Regions from separate parts of the Sus scrofa genome. Here region 1 is linked to region 2. A link is a contact called in public Hi-C data. All regions are on one chromosome and are shown on one strand. The core of a region is the stretch at or near the end of the contact, and the rest is flanking DNA. Distances in the headings are between cores, read along the strand shown.

What was found. A called contact is a pair of places that touch in the nucleus more often than the background predicts.
Region 1: a Hi-C map of retroperitoneal adipose tissue shows a contact between it and region 2, with 2.1 times the contacts expected there. The contact joins two enhancer-like sites. A contact is called at or near these places in 8 of 47 Hi-C or Micro-C datasets (fetal skeletal muscle, fibroblasts, heart right ventricle and 4 more) and 1 of 2 datasets of contacts at active chromatin or transcription factors (skeletal muscle).

The regions. Positions count from the first base shown.
Region 1 is chr3:124,169,270-124,176,586 of Sscrofa11.1, reverse strand. TRIB2 (tribbles homolog 2) reads left to right here. Exons shown (of 4, transcript XM_021087824.1): 4 at 3,418-5,910. The coding sequence ends at 3,886. Among named protein-coding and RNA genes, the nearest start is that of TRIB2, 23 kb to the left of the region's middle. Within about 2 kb of position 2,671, at least 6 of the 83 cell types and tissues checked have an H3K27ac peak or open chromatin away from gene starts, as enhancers often do. A contact at or near this core is called in retroperitoneal adipose tissue, where this site is marked.
Region 2 is chr3:124,003,183-124,010,111 of Sscrofa11.1, reverse strand. It overlaps LOC102166974 (a long non-coding RNA gene), which reads left to right. Exons shown (of 3, transcript XR_302682.3): 3 at 1-654. Among named protein-coding and RNA genes, the nearest start is that of TRIB2, 190 kb to the left of the region's middle. Within about 2 kb of position 4,096, at least 6 of the 83 cell types and tissues checked have an H3K27ac peak or open chromatin away from gene starts, as enhancers often do. A contact at or near this core is called in retroperitoneal adipose tissue, where this site is marked.

The DNA of each region.
Region 1 (7,317 bases), core at 1,422-3,921, 170 kb before region 2:
TGAAAAAGGGCTTTAGAATTGGCTTAGCACAAAGAGCTCGAAGTGGTGAAGTCTGTCCCGTGAAAGGTCCTGGAAGCCACCTCTCCCTCCCGCCGCGCTGTCCGCGGCAGAACAGGCACCTGAGATGCTCTGACTGCCAGAGCCTTCACCGGCCCTCCATGCAATGCTAGGAAGTTTAATTCCTTTACCCAGAGCAGGGCCAGATGTTCCTTTAAAGAATGAGCCCACTGACTGACTGTCCCCTACTTTTGGATTGCGTGCCTGCCGGGTGGTGCTGGGTGCCAGTCTAGGGGCTGGAGGTACCGCCAGAAATGCCAGTGGTGTTCTCTACATTCCGAGTGACCTGGGCCACCTGCCCACGAGCCCCTGGAGGTGGGGAATGAGGCGATGCCCCTGCAATGACCAGCGGCATCTTGATACATGGAACCGACCTGCGGAACCGGGTCAATGTCAATGTCAGTAGGCCAGGCCGGGATGGGGGACCGGGGGGGGGCGCTCCTTTGTGTAGGCAAGGACTCTTTAATAAGGTGCATTTGAGCAGAGCCCTGGCAAAAGTGAGCGGTTCGCATATCTGGAGGAAGAATCTTCCTGGGCAGTGGCGGGGGCGGGGGGCTGGCTCGTGCAGCGGCCCGGGAAGGGCTGTGGTTAGTCAGTGTGTGTGAGGAACCGTTGCAGAGGCAGGATCGGAAGCGAGGGAGTGGGGCTGAAGCATGGTCACCCCACAGCCTCTGCAGAGGACAGCACCCCCCCCCTCCCCCCCGGCACTTGGATGATTGGATGAGCTGAGATAGCGCCCGAGGGTCTTGGCGGAGAAACCCAGCCCCAAACCCAGCCCTCTGCCTCCAAGTCTCCTTCCACTGGACCATGTTGCCTTATCACACAGGTGTGAGGCCTTGTTGTTGAGGCTCCCACCGCTGTAATTATTCCCCTAGCTTCTCTGCTGCCAAGACAGTGAACTCGGAGGTGAGGCGCCTGGCTGGTCCTGAAGCTGGGCGGGAGCGGCGGCTGCTGCTGAGGGGGGTGGGAACTGCGGAGAGAACCCCTCCCGGCCGCCTGTGGGTTTCCCTGACTCACCTCCAGTCTCTGAACAGCTAGTGAGGCCGGAGGAGGTCAGCTCCACCTGCCACCTTCGATTAGAAGCAGCAGAAGGGAGATTTGTTTTTAATCTGCTCAATTCCAGCTTAGCACATCCAGACTCTTCCTGTTTTTACAGATCAGGACTGAAGGGGGAGAGAAGGGCACGTACATTATGGATTATAATAGAATATGGGTGAGCAGATAAAAAGACGTGTTGCTATATATTCCAGAATCCCAGAATGTTAAAACTGGCAGAGACCTAAAGACTGCCTTGTCCAGATGGATGCATAACTTAATGCTACTGAAATGTACACTTAAAAATGGTTAGGATGGTAAATTGTATCTTCTGTATATTGTACCACAATAAAAAAAATGTTTAGTTAAAAAAAAAAAAAGGCTGCCTTGTTCAACACTCCGCTTTAAGACCCAGAACAGAGAGGTTTAGTGACTCCCTCACAGCCACACAGCAGGTAAGAGATGTAGTCTGGCCTGGAGTCTGCTTTCTGAGCTCCTAGCCCAGCACCTTTATCCAGTGACCACAGCTATTTCTTGCTGCCTGATGGAAGTGAGGGCAGGGAGGTTGTCTCCCCTTGGTGTTTGAAACTCCTGTGATCCAAACACGGGGTCTTGGGATCAGCCCAGGGTTCATCAGACCTTTTGATCTGGAGAACTCGCAGCCGTTCTCCTTGGAGTGACCTGAGGCTCGCCTCCCGTCTGTGGCTCTCTGAGGAGCCCTGGTGACCGCCCTGAAAGGCTAAGAGCTGCAGTTGGAGAAAGAAAGAGAAACGGCAGTGGGTGGACCCGCGTCACAAGCTCTGACTTAGGACTAAAGCCTTGCCGTGCTTTCTCTAAACACTTTTCTGCTCTCTGCTCCTTTGAGCCTCCTGACACCTCAGGGCAGCAGGGCCCAGGGTGGATGTTTTGATGGGTACTTTTGAGATGAAGGGACCAACTGCCGTGAGTGAAATGGGCCTTGTAGGATCTCCTTGGCACTATCCACGTGGTCCTGATTCCAGCCCCTCCCCCTGTCCCCTGTCACCTTGGTGGCAGGCCTTCGTCAGGGTGATGGAATGTGGCTGACTTGCCTGGGCCTGAGAACCATGGCCCTTGGTGGTGGCGGCGTTCTGGCCGGGGACCGGCAGGAGGATGTCGGTGCTAAGCACTGGAAGGTCATCACGCCTCACTTGCCACTCAGAGACCGTAGGGCAGGGATGCAGGTGGGTCTCAGGAGGTCCTGGGCTAAGGAGGGAATGCTGGCTGGGCCTGGGGCTCTGAACACTTAGTCATTTTGTGCTCGGTGATGGTATCAAGCCCTTGTGCATACAGATGCGTGTGAGGGTCCAGGCGCTTGGAGTTTCATACAGAATTCCTCCACCTCTGTTCTTCCCCCTTGTACCCAGGAGAGTCCTGCCTCCCTGTCAGCCAGCTTAGTGGTCCTTTGATGGTCAGGGGAAGATTCACACACACACACACACACACACACACACACACACACACACACGGCCTTGCACCCACGTGAGACATCAGAACCGCATGTGTGTTGGCATTGGTGGAGGGCCCAGGCAACCGAAGTCACGTGTGTCCCAGGTCAAGGACCAGACCCTGGAGTGTGATGCCCAGGACAGGAGGTGACTTCAGGAAATTTTGGAAAGAAGCTGAGGATGACTGTGGAAGGGCGGGGTGGTGGGATGCGCGTCTGAGCAAACATTCCCTGGCCCTGCTTGTGTCCTAAGAGAGGCAGCTTGCGGTAGTGGAAGGAGCAAGCTGGTTGCCTTAGAAAGACGTGAGGTCACGTTTTCTCTATTTCCGGACTAGGAGGCTTTGGGCAGCTTTCTCAAACTCACTGAGCCTCAATGTTCTGATCTGTAAAATGGGATAGTAAAATCCCCCACAACTAACAAAAGGACTGTTGTGAAGCCCAAACACCCTCGAGGGGCAGGTCCTTGCTCCTGCATTGTGTTGTGTTAGCCACAAGAGTGCCAGGAGTTCTGGACAGAGCTCCCGTGGGCTTCCCAGCTGGCCAGATCCGAGTTCAGATCTCACGAATCTCCATCATCACACAGATGACTTTAACAACGTTACTAAGCTCTTGGTGTGATTCCTTGATGAAGGTTGAGTCCCCCAGTAGATCATAAGTTCCATGCAGGGTCTTTGCCAGTCTTGTCTACTCCTGGGTCCTTAACGCCGGGAATAGGGTCTGGCACCTCGAAGGCACCCAGTAAGGAGTGCGTGGCTGGTCCAGTGAATGCGTGAATGGATGGATGACGCGATGGGCAACAGAGCGAGAGCTGTGATGCGATGGTGGGATTCCTGGCTCACGTCCTCCTCCCTTTCTTGCAGGACTCGGGTCAAGCTGGAGAGCTTGGAAGATGCCTACATTCTACGAGGAGACGATGACTCCCTCTCTGACAAACACGGCTGCCCGGCGTACGTCAGCCCGGAGATCTTGAACACCAGCGGCAGCTACTCGGGCAAGGCGGCTGATGTGTGGAGCCTGGGCGTGATGCTGTACACCATGCTGGTCGGGCGGTACCCTTTCCATGACATTGAGCCCAGCTCCCTCTTCAGCAAGATCCGGCGCGGCCAGTTCAACATTCCAGAGACCCTGTCGCCCAAGGCCAAGTGCCTCATCCGAAGCATCCTGCGGCGGGAGCCCTCAGAGAGGCTGACCTCGCAGGAGATTCTGGACCATCCTTGGTTTTCTACAGATTTTAGCGTCTCGAATTCAGGATATGGTGCTAAGGAAGCGTCTGATCAGCTGGTGCCGGATGTCAACATGGAAGAGAACTTGGACCCTTTCTTTAACTGAGCTCACGCCCCACAGAGACTGAGCAGGTACCAGGAGCGAGAGAGGGCAGCAGAGAGGGGTTCTTCCAGGGAACACATGTCGCCTGGCTTGGTAGCAAGAAAGACACTGACATTCACAGGCTTCTTGGTTCAAAGAGGGAAAACTGTCAAGGAGCTGACTGAACGTGTAGCATGGGGGCCAGAGGTGCGGGCTGGGGGCGGGCTCCGGGCTCCGGTGGGATGCAGGAGCCCCCTGGCTCTTGCCTGATGGAGCCCCTCCCCCGCCCTCCAGGAACCCCCCCCCCCGTCAGTTGGGCCGCTTCCGCCTCTCCCACTTTTCATTTTGTTCCAAAATAGTTGCAGATCCTGACAGAATCAAAACTCTGCCTCAAAACACACATCTTGGCATCGCACTGTTAGCATTTAACTTCTTGTCATGATTCAGGGAAGGTACCATTGGCCAAGGGTTTTTTGGTTTTTTTTTTCTTTTTTTTTTTCTTTTTAAACAAGCCAACCACCTATCTATAATTCAAGGGGTTCATTTAAAAAAAAAAATTCGGTGCACACAGACTGAAATGAAACCTGGGTGCTAAACTAAAAGAAAATAAAAGTCCAGTTTGTGTCTCTTAATTGCACTCTTCCACTCATTTCTTCTAAATCAGCTATTGAATATCCTGGTCAGGAAATGGCATGTTAATGCTTTACTCCCTGAAGGGGAAAAAAAAAAATCTCTCCTTTAACCCACTATTCTGTTTTGTGTCAACTGGTGTGGCAGGAAGCTATTAGAAGGCAAATTGCCAGATGCATGATTGCTATCATAGTTTAAAGAAAGGAAGACGAAAGGAAAAGAGAAATTCGACTCCTTGATTTTTTTTTTTCCCGTGTGAGTGATGAGGGCTGTGTTACAGGCGTGTCTCTTTGCTGAGACCATAGCCATGGGGTGAGATACCGGAAGCTCTTGGAGTCTGAAGCTTTTGCAACACTCTGGTCTCAACTAAACATTTTGTTTTATCGGAACGTTGTTTTATTGAAAACTCGTGAAACGAAGCAGGTTGTCCCACATGTATAAAATACAGGGCAGCTATTTAGTTTTCTTTACCAAGTATGATTCTTTTGGCTTGGAAAAGGCCCTTTGGTCTGGACAAAAAACCCTCCATTAGAGACAAGCGAGGAAAGGAAAAATAAGCTGAAAGCTAGGATGATAGAAATACAAACAGCTCTCTATCCCAATACGCACCTTTGTATTTTCAAGAACTCTTCTATTTATTAAGGAAAAATGTCACATTGTGATGTATTAAGCCAGTACTTCAATTACGGGTTGACTTGGGATAACATGTTACATGCTGTAGTTAACATTTATATATATTTTTTCCTTGTTCGAGTATTTCTGTCCCTGAAATAACCTTTTATTTGGCTTTTCTAGATAGCTTGATTTGATTTTGAGTGGCAAATGTTTTCCTTTTTTTTTTTTTTTTTTAAATGGCTTTTCTATTGCTGTATGATACAGAACTCTTTTTGGCATCAATATTTGTGTTTCCAGTACCTCAGTTGTTTGGACTTTACTGCCTGTATACGTTTTGTGAAATGGTCATGTTTTTGGGTAGGTGACACGTGGACTCTAGTATGTAAATGTTACTTGAATCTGTGCTTCATTATAGTCCGTGGCATGTATGTTCAGACCTTGGATGCTTTACGCCGACTTAGCAGGAGCCCCGCCTGATGTTCCCAGGAGGGCGGCCTAACCTTTCATTGTCAGGAGACAAGGAGGCCATGGATGTGCTCTTGATTCTATTTTGATCATGGGAGAGACAAAGGAGAGAGGTTTTCTTTCTTTCTTTCTTTCTTTCTTTAACATACTGAAGATGGTGCTGCGTCAAGAAGGACCTGTTTTTCTTCCCTCTCCCTTCTTTTTGGAGTACCCTGTAGGAGGAAAGATGGATGACATGCATGGTGGGAATCTGTGGCCTCTGGTGCTTTGTCCTGTATTTGGTTTAATGTTTTTGTCCTAATCTCTTCAATCAATAAAATTGTGCGTATTTAACTAAACTCGTGGGGTCTGGCAAGTGATGATTTTTGGCCATCAGGGGCTTGGGGCCTCCTCACACCAAGCAGGAACGCCTGAATTCTCTGAGATCATCACCCTCTTAGTAGAGTGAACCACTACTCCTGTTCAGCCAAAGCCAAAGCTCCCTTCCGGCGTGTTTGGGCACGCGCGGCCGGCGGACGCGGAAGTACTATCTCACGAAATCCACACCTTCGGAGGTCTGAGTTACATTCCTATTGCAGACTAGGAATCAGCCCGGAAGTTTACATCTCTTGCCTGAAACCACCTTCAGGGGAGTCAGGAACAGACCCCAAATCTGCTGAATCCCAACCCAAGCTGGCTACGCTTAAGATTTCCAAGCCCAGAATTTCCCAAGGCGAATGTCACAGTAGCTCTGGGGTAGCCAGGCTTACGTGGTCCTCAAGGGATGCAGGATTCTACACGATTCCCCAGAAAAAGCATCTGCCGCAAACCTGATTGGAAACCTCCAAAGTGGAGACCACTCTACTCAGAGAAATGCAGTGTCCACCCAGCAGCCCTCTGCTCGGTCATAGATTCGAGGAGTGACAGAGCAAGCCCACCCACAGTGCATCTCATTAAATAACTGTCCCTCCAGCCCACGGAGGGTCGGCTCAATTCTGAAAGCTTTATTCCGGCCTGCTCTGTCACTTCAGGGCAGGCTGGGAAAAGAGGCACAGAAACAGAAAAAAACCAGTGGGCAGAATGGAGCGGTGGGGAAAATGCAGGTTCATGGATGCCCGGAGGATGGGCAGCTCACCTGTCTAGGTCTGTCAGGTGGTGTCCTGGGAGGGGTGGCCACGGAATCAGTCCGGAAGGAAATGGCTTTGGGTGATGACGGAGGAGAAGAGCAGTATTCTAAGCAGAGGGAACCGCGTGAGAGAAGAATCTAGAATCTTGCCCAAGTGACCGTCCTCAGTGCCAAGCTGTGGATGGAGCTCATGAAAGTCCTTGCAAATTTGTGATTTGTGGCATTTGAGGGGATGTGGCCGAAGCAAAGGCTTTCTAGTTGCCTGGATGGGTCTTCTAAATTCATCAAGTGCCTATCGTCCAGTGACGTCACTCCATCCCCAGCAGTGCCTGACTCCTTGCCGGGAGCTGGGGGGTGTGTTCAGTAAACAACTGTTCACTGATGTATAATTTGTGCTGGGCACTCTTGTGCTGCTAAATGTCCTTCCAACGCAAGGTTTCTAAGAGGCGCGTCATTAGGAAATAGCCTTCACGAGGACGGCAGCCCACCAGCAGTGGCTTTTGCTGGGGGCACAGACAGGCTGATTCAAGTTCTTTGCTCTTTCCCTGCCTGTGATTAAGCACAAATGGGCCTGCTGCCTAATGAGTGCCTGTTTGAATTGTGTTCTGTCAAAGCTCCCCGTGTGCGGTTGCTGGGGAGG
Region 2 (6,929 bases), core at 2,847-5,346:
GAAAATTCCATAAATCTTGGCTCAGATCCACCCAAACTTAACTATGAACACTATTTATAGAGTTTTTAAAAATACATAGCTGCAATATAATTATGTAACTGTAAGTAGGTACAATTAGCCTTTAGACAAAGAAAGGAAGATTTGGTTATGGTTGTCTGACAATAGATGTGAAATACTGTTATTGATTCCATAAAAGTAAAGCTGACATAAAGCAGGAATTCACAATGGGATATACAACTTCATAAAGCACTAGTATCCTTAATTTACAATCTGGTAATAGCTATCAGATATTGGCGGGCATTGGTGCAATAAGAAAAAACATGGTTAAATATGTTATTTAAAGTTAAAAGTAACCAATACTGTAACTAAGAATACAATACCAAACCTCTGGAGATTTGGTGAAAGAGAAGAGTCAACAAGTAAAGTCATCGTCCTTTGTATTAGAATAGTTCATGCCTTCCTCTGGTCTCTTACTTGTCTTTCAAACACCACATCAGATTGTCACCTCTTCTAGGCAACATTCCCAGGCACCTGTCACCCTTGCTCCCAAGGCTACAATAGTTATAACTCTGCGTCCCCTCCATGGCATTCATTCATTCATTCATTCATCCATTCAGCAATGCCTCTTAGGGAGTTCCCGTCATGGCTCCGTGGCTAACGAATCCGACTAGGAACCATGAGGTTGTGGGTTTGATCCCTGTCCTTGCTCAGCGGGTTAAGGATCCGGTGTTGCCGTGAGCTGTGGTGTAGGTCGCCGTCATGACTCGGATCCCAAGTTGCTGTGGCTGTGGTGTAGGCCAGAGGCTACAGCTCCGATTAGACCCCTAGCCTGGGAACCTCCATCATGCCGCAGGTGCGGCCCTAGAAAAAGGCAAAACCAAACCAAAACAAACAAACAAAAACAATGCCTCTTAAAGTTGTATTCGTTTCCAGGCTCTGCTGCAAATGCTAAAATAAAACTGTAAAAAATCAAGACACATACGGGTGCTCTTCTCATGGAACTGACACTTGACAGGGAGGGGCACTTAAGAATTAAAGATTCGATCACACAATTAAATAAGGAATTACAATTGCTATAGAGGCTATGAAAGAGACGCGTAGCGGGGCAGGGAGAGTATAGATGCATAGCAGTATATCTCGTTTGGGGAATCCAGGAAGGCTTCCATGAAGTGATGATGTATAGGCTGCTCTCTGAAGGATGATAGACATTAACAAGATGAAGGGGTGGAGGTTTGGAGGAAAAGGCAGGGTACAAGGAGCCGGGTGCCAAGCAGGAAGGAGTAGGTCTTGCTGCAATAAAACTGTGAGGGCTCTTTGGTGTTGGAATAATATGGAGAATGGGGAGCAGGGAAGCTCCTGGTCCCTGTGGGGGAGGAAATCAGGGACTGCGTCTTATCGAACCCTGAGGCCATGTTATAGGCTTTGTCTTTCTCATAAGAGAATGTAGAAGCCACTAAAGAGTAACTTTAATGCAATACATCTGTGACTAGTTCGATGGTGAGCAAGTTGCAGCTTGCAGGTCAAGTCCAGCCCACCACCGGCTTTTATTAGAACACAGCCATGCTCTTTTGCAGCTTACTTAGGGCAGATTTTACACTGTAACAGCTGAGTAGAGTAGCCGCAATGGAGACTGTATGTGTTATAAGCCTGAAATACTTGCAATTTTGCCCTTTACAGAAATGCGCCACTGGAATTGATCAGCTTACAAACAATGCAGAGACCTATTTGTGCTTTCCATTTGTACACTCATTTTCTTTCCCCATTGTTAGACTGCGAGCTCCTTTTGGAACAAGGACTATAGCCTAATACATTACTGTTCAGTGAACACCTGATTGAGTCAATCCTGCTCATTTACCTCCTAGAGGACCTACTCCAGCTGTGAATGTATCTGATTTGGAAATTAAGATCAAGAGAGTTTGAGGAACTGTCTCCAAAACATCCAGAAAGTTAATATCCATGTTGGGTCTTCCATTCAGGCCTCTTGATTCCCATTCCTGTCCTCTTTGTTCTTACTTTAATGCAGCTGTCCAAATTAGTCTAAAAATAAGCAATAATTTGGGTATCACTAGAACCAGGAAACTGGAGACATATACCTACTTATAGAGTCATACTTTCAGAGTCATGATGACTCATCTAGGAGAAAAACATACCCAGATCTGTGTTTAAATCTGTATTATCATCATGCCTATAAAGCAGACGTTTGTGCATTATCTTAGCAAGCCGAGCTCAATGAAACAGCCTCGGAAGTTTGGAGATTCTGTGAGGAGTCCTACAAGGAGGTCAAAGAGGCAGAAGGCTCCGTATTGCTGTTCCATATGCCTGGTTGCCCTTCCTATTAAGGGGCTGGAAATATAATTAGGAGACAAGCACCACAGATGCTGCCGTTTACAATAACCAGAAGAAACCGCTGAAACGGGTAAGACATGAAAGGATAATTTTGCTTATACAAAATAGCAGACTGCAAACGAAAACCAAGAAAAACAAACAGGCAGATGGAAAGAGTGGAGACGGCATTGGCACAGCTGTGAGCAGGATTTAGACACCCAGATGCAATATAATCCGGGGGGAGGGGTGAGAGAGGAGGAGAGTCTGAAAAAAAAAAAAGGTCCAGAAACAGAAAAGACACTGGAGAAGAGTGAGTGGCTGGGCTTTCCACCTGCAGGTTAAGCTTCTTCACACCCACCCCCTCCTACCCTGGCTCCCGAAAGTCATTTCCTGGGGGCTGGGAGGAGTGAACCCAAGGCCAGAGCAGATAAACAGGCATCCTTCCCAACAGAGAAGGCGGCAGTAAAATCAAACGCTATGATTGTGGAAGAACGACACAGCCATTACCCAGAAGAGGGTGAATAGTGGTGTTTTGTTTTATTATTAGCAGCATTATTTAAATAACAACACACGTGCAGGGCTAGATGGAGCCAGGGGCGTAGGGAAGAGCAAGAGAGGGTTACCCTGCGCATGTGCATGGGGTTTCTACTCTGCACTAACCACGGATCCGTTCTGTTAATTCCCTTTGACCAACAAAGGCAAAAAACTAAGCGATGCATTGTTTGTCTTATTTTTAGGGTTTAGGAAACTGAAGATCTAAGGGGAGGAGTCACGATTTATTTAAACTTTGGTCTTTTGTTGTTGTTGTGGCAAACTTTTTTTTTTTTTCCCCACCCCACGGCATATGGAAGTTCCTGGGCCAGGGACTGAATCCAAACCCAGCTGTGATGACCTACGCCAAAGCTGCAGCAACTGCCAGATCCTTTAACCCACTGTGCTGTGCTGGGGATCGAACCTGCACCTCTGCGTCCACGGAGCTGCTGCACTCAGGTTCTTCTTTTCTTTTTTTTTTTTTTTAATGACTTTTATTTTTTCTATTATAGTTGGTTTACAGTGTTCTTTCAATTTTCTACTGTACAGTATTCTTTTCTTTTTTTTAAGGGCCGCACTTGCGGCATATGGAAGTTGCCAGGCTAGGGGTCGAATCAGAGCTACAGCTTCTGGCCTACACCACACCACAGCAACTCGGGATCCAAGCTGCATCTGCGACCTACCCCACAGCTCACCGCAACGCCAGATCCCCGACTCGCTGAGCAAGGCCAGGGATCGAACCTGCATCCTCATGGATGCTAGTCCGATTTGTTTCCACTGCGCCACAACCGGAACTCTTGCACTCAGATTCTTAACACACTGTGCCGCAGTGGGAGCTCCTGAACTTGGGTCTTTATGATGTGCCAGCGGGTCTTCTCCAACCGCTGAAGTTCAAACAAGTCAGGGCCATCAGAAGAAACACTTCTGTTTTATAAAACCAAACTGGACCCCGAAAGGGAGCAGTGACGGGCTCCTTATCAAATGGTGACTCAGAAGAGAACGTTCTGGTGGCCAGCAGAGACTGGGAATGAGCATCCTACTCCGCCCACCCTGGAGCACTGTCTTCACTTCTCCCCCAGTGTGTACTCAGCCTTTATGCTTTTTCCTCCCCCTCTAATGTGTGAGCACTTGGAGAACAATATCGAACATTATTCATCCTCATCTCCCCAGGCCCGGGATAAGGCTGAGCCCTCCTTAGGCACTGCCCACCTCCGGGAGGCCCCGCCCATGTGGCCTGAGATGGGTGGTCAGTGAGTGATGGCAAAGGAGGGTCCTGCTCCAACCAGCCTCCACGTGGCTCCCAGTCCCAGTTCACACCTCCCACGTCTACATTCTCAGGGCGCCCTCTTCCCCGGGACCTCAACACACCGCCTTCTCATCACCGTCCTGGGTACAAGGCTTGTATTTATCCCCGGAGCTATTCATGCCCAGGAATGGTTTTCCTCTTAGCTTCTTTGAAGTGACCTGATCAAGTGAAGTGAACACATACTTGGAACAGAATAATGTGCTTCCTTTTCTAAATAAGATCTCCTTATTTACAAAATGTAGCTCATAAAACATCTTTCACAGATAATCAATACTAAGGTTTTTTGTTTTTTTTTTTTTCCCGTCATCGATTGCTTGATTCTCTGTCCAGGGCTCCTGGTCAACATGATTGGGCCGGGCTCCTTCAGCGGGGGCGTGACTGCCTTCTGGTGGCAATGGGACCTCTCAGCCTGTTGCCTCAGGAAATAAGGCAGAGGTCCCATATTTTGGAGGATATATCTCTTCGTGGGAAGAGAAAAATCGTTGCTCTGCATTCCAGCTCCTGGGCCATTTGCACCAGCTATTTTGGGGAAGGGGAAAGCCAGGCTCCCAACCATTTCCCCAGAGAAAAGACACCAATGTCAATGTCAGCCATTAGGAAACATCATTAAAGCAGATGAGAAACGGGCTGTGGACGTTTTTATGAGCCCAGAATACTCTGCTTGGAGATTTTATGGCGACCACAGGAAGCCGGGGAGACAATGACATCCACACCCTTTTCTAGAGTCTGGTGAAGAGCCTTTTTTTTTTCTTGTGCTCAACAGAGTGTGTTTTTTGAAAGGGAAAGTTCCTGTTGGGGGCCACATCCAGCTAAGCCTTATTCAGAGAATTTGTTGATCTGTTAGAGATGGGATTCTCCAGGCCAAGTAGCTGTGGGCTCAGTGCCCAAATCCTTCCAGAACTGCAAAGAAGATTCTTCTTTTTGATTCCAGGATCCTCTGGGAACTAGTCTTTGGAGATTGCTGTTCAGTTGAAATCTCTATGTTTGCAACACCCATCTGTCATCTCTATATCTTTGTTTTCTTCCTTTTTTCACATGGCAAAATGAAGTTCAGAAAGGTTGGGAAACTTGCATAGACACATCAATGGTAAGCAGTGGAGTCAGAATCTTTGACTCCGCCTTTTCTTCTGTTCCATCATGTTGCCTCTCTACCAGGCCCAGAGATGCAGATTTAAGGCAGGGATAGGAAAAGGGCTGCACAAATAAAACTGTCCCCAAGTGAGGTCTCCAGGGTCTATGTTTAGGTCTACTAGCTCAGCACAAATATTTTGCTCTGAAAATCAGGAGTTGTGTTTTTAAGGCATTGATCTACACAGTGAAATAAGAGGGAAGTTCTAAACAGTTTGCTTTCTGCCATCATAGTATCGCAATGGTGTCTTTTCCCTGGAGTTCTAGGAGAGGGAAGAGACAAATTATCCAGAATATTCCTGAAATGCAGAGCTTTCCTTTTTATATTGACATCTTGTGGCTGTCCTGTGTTACTGCAGTCTGCATTGCCTCATGAGCCGAACATTTAATTTTAGTAACATTTATTTTACTCTTCCATGCATGAATTGAACTAGGCATTTCCAAGCACCTGGTAGGTACCAGGCACTGTGCTAGGCACTTGAGAATATTAGGATAGACTTACAGAAGAACCATGGGAAAGACCAAAAGACAATACTACAGCAGCTCACTACTGATGAATACAAGAACTATAACTCAGGGAGCACCCGCCCTGCAGGGTATCAGGCACTCAGTAATAACTATCTGGTCTGTAATCATCATCTCACCATCTCTTCACAAGGACCCGACCTGGTGACTACACTCATTCACATTTCAGATTTGAGGAAACTAAAGTGAGATGAGATTATTCAAATTATCCAAGTTTAAAAAAAGCTTGTAAGTGGTGAACTTAGGTTTTTGAAAGCTGATTATTCCTATCTCAAAGTCAGAATTACACTCTTCTGTGTGCAGATCACAAGTACTGATTAATTCCAATGATGAGGTGACATTGGAGAAGGACTTAGAGAATGGCCATGTTTCTTCTGTGAACCCATGAAAATTTAACCCATGATAATATTAGCTTATCGAACTTTCCAGATGTCAACCTGTTAAATTCTATTCAGCTTAGCGTAATTGCCCCACCAAAGGAAAAACAAAACAAAACAAAACAAAAAAAACACCTCTGGTAATATCGTCATGCATATAATTTAGCTAGATTTCCTGCACAAACTGATAGATACCTGCATTTACAAGCCATTGGAAGTACTATATTGTAGCCTGCTTATTTTATCTAATACATTAGATTTCTATTGCTATCTACCTAATTACCACAAACTTTGTGGCTCAACCTTTTATCTCATTGTTATCTAGATCAGCAGTCCAGGCAGGCTTGATGGGCTCTGTGCTCAGGGTCTCAAGGTGACTGTGGGGCTGAGTTTGGGGCTGGACTCTCTGCCTGAGACTCTGCTTCCAAGCTGACTCAGGTTGTCGGCAGAAGTCAATTTTTTGTAGTTGTAGGACTGAGACCCCCTTTTCCTTGCTGGGTGCTGGCCAGAGACCACTGTTCATACCCAGAGGCTACTCTCAGGTCCTCGTCAGTGGCCCCTCCATCTCAGCCATGGAGACCTCCCCCGGCTCTCAACTCCCTGCCTTCCCCTTCTGCATCAATTGGCAGAAATCGCTTTGTTTTAAAGGGTCCTTAAATTAGGTTCATTCAGTTAGGCCCCTGGATAATCTCTCCTATGTTAAGCTCAACTGATTAGTAACCTCCATTACATCACAA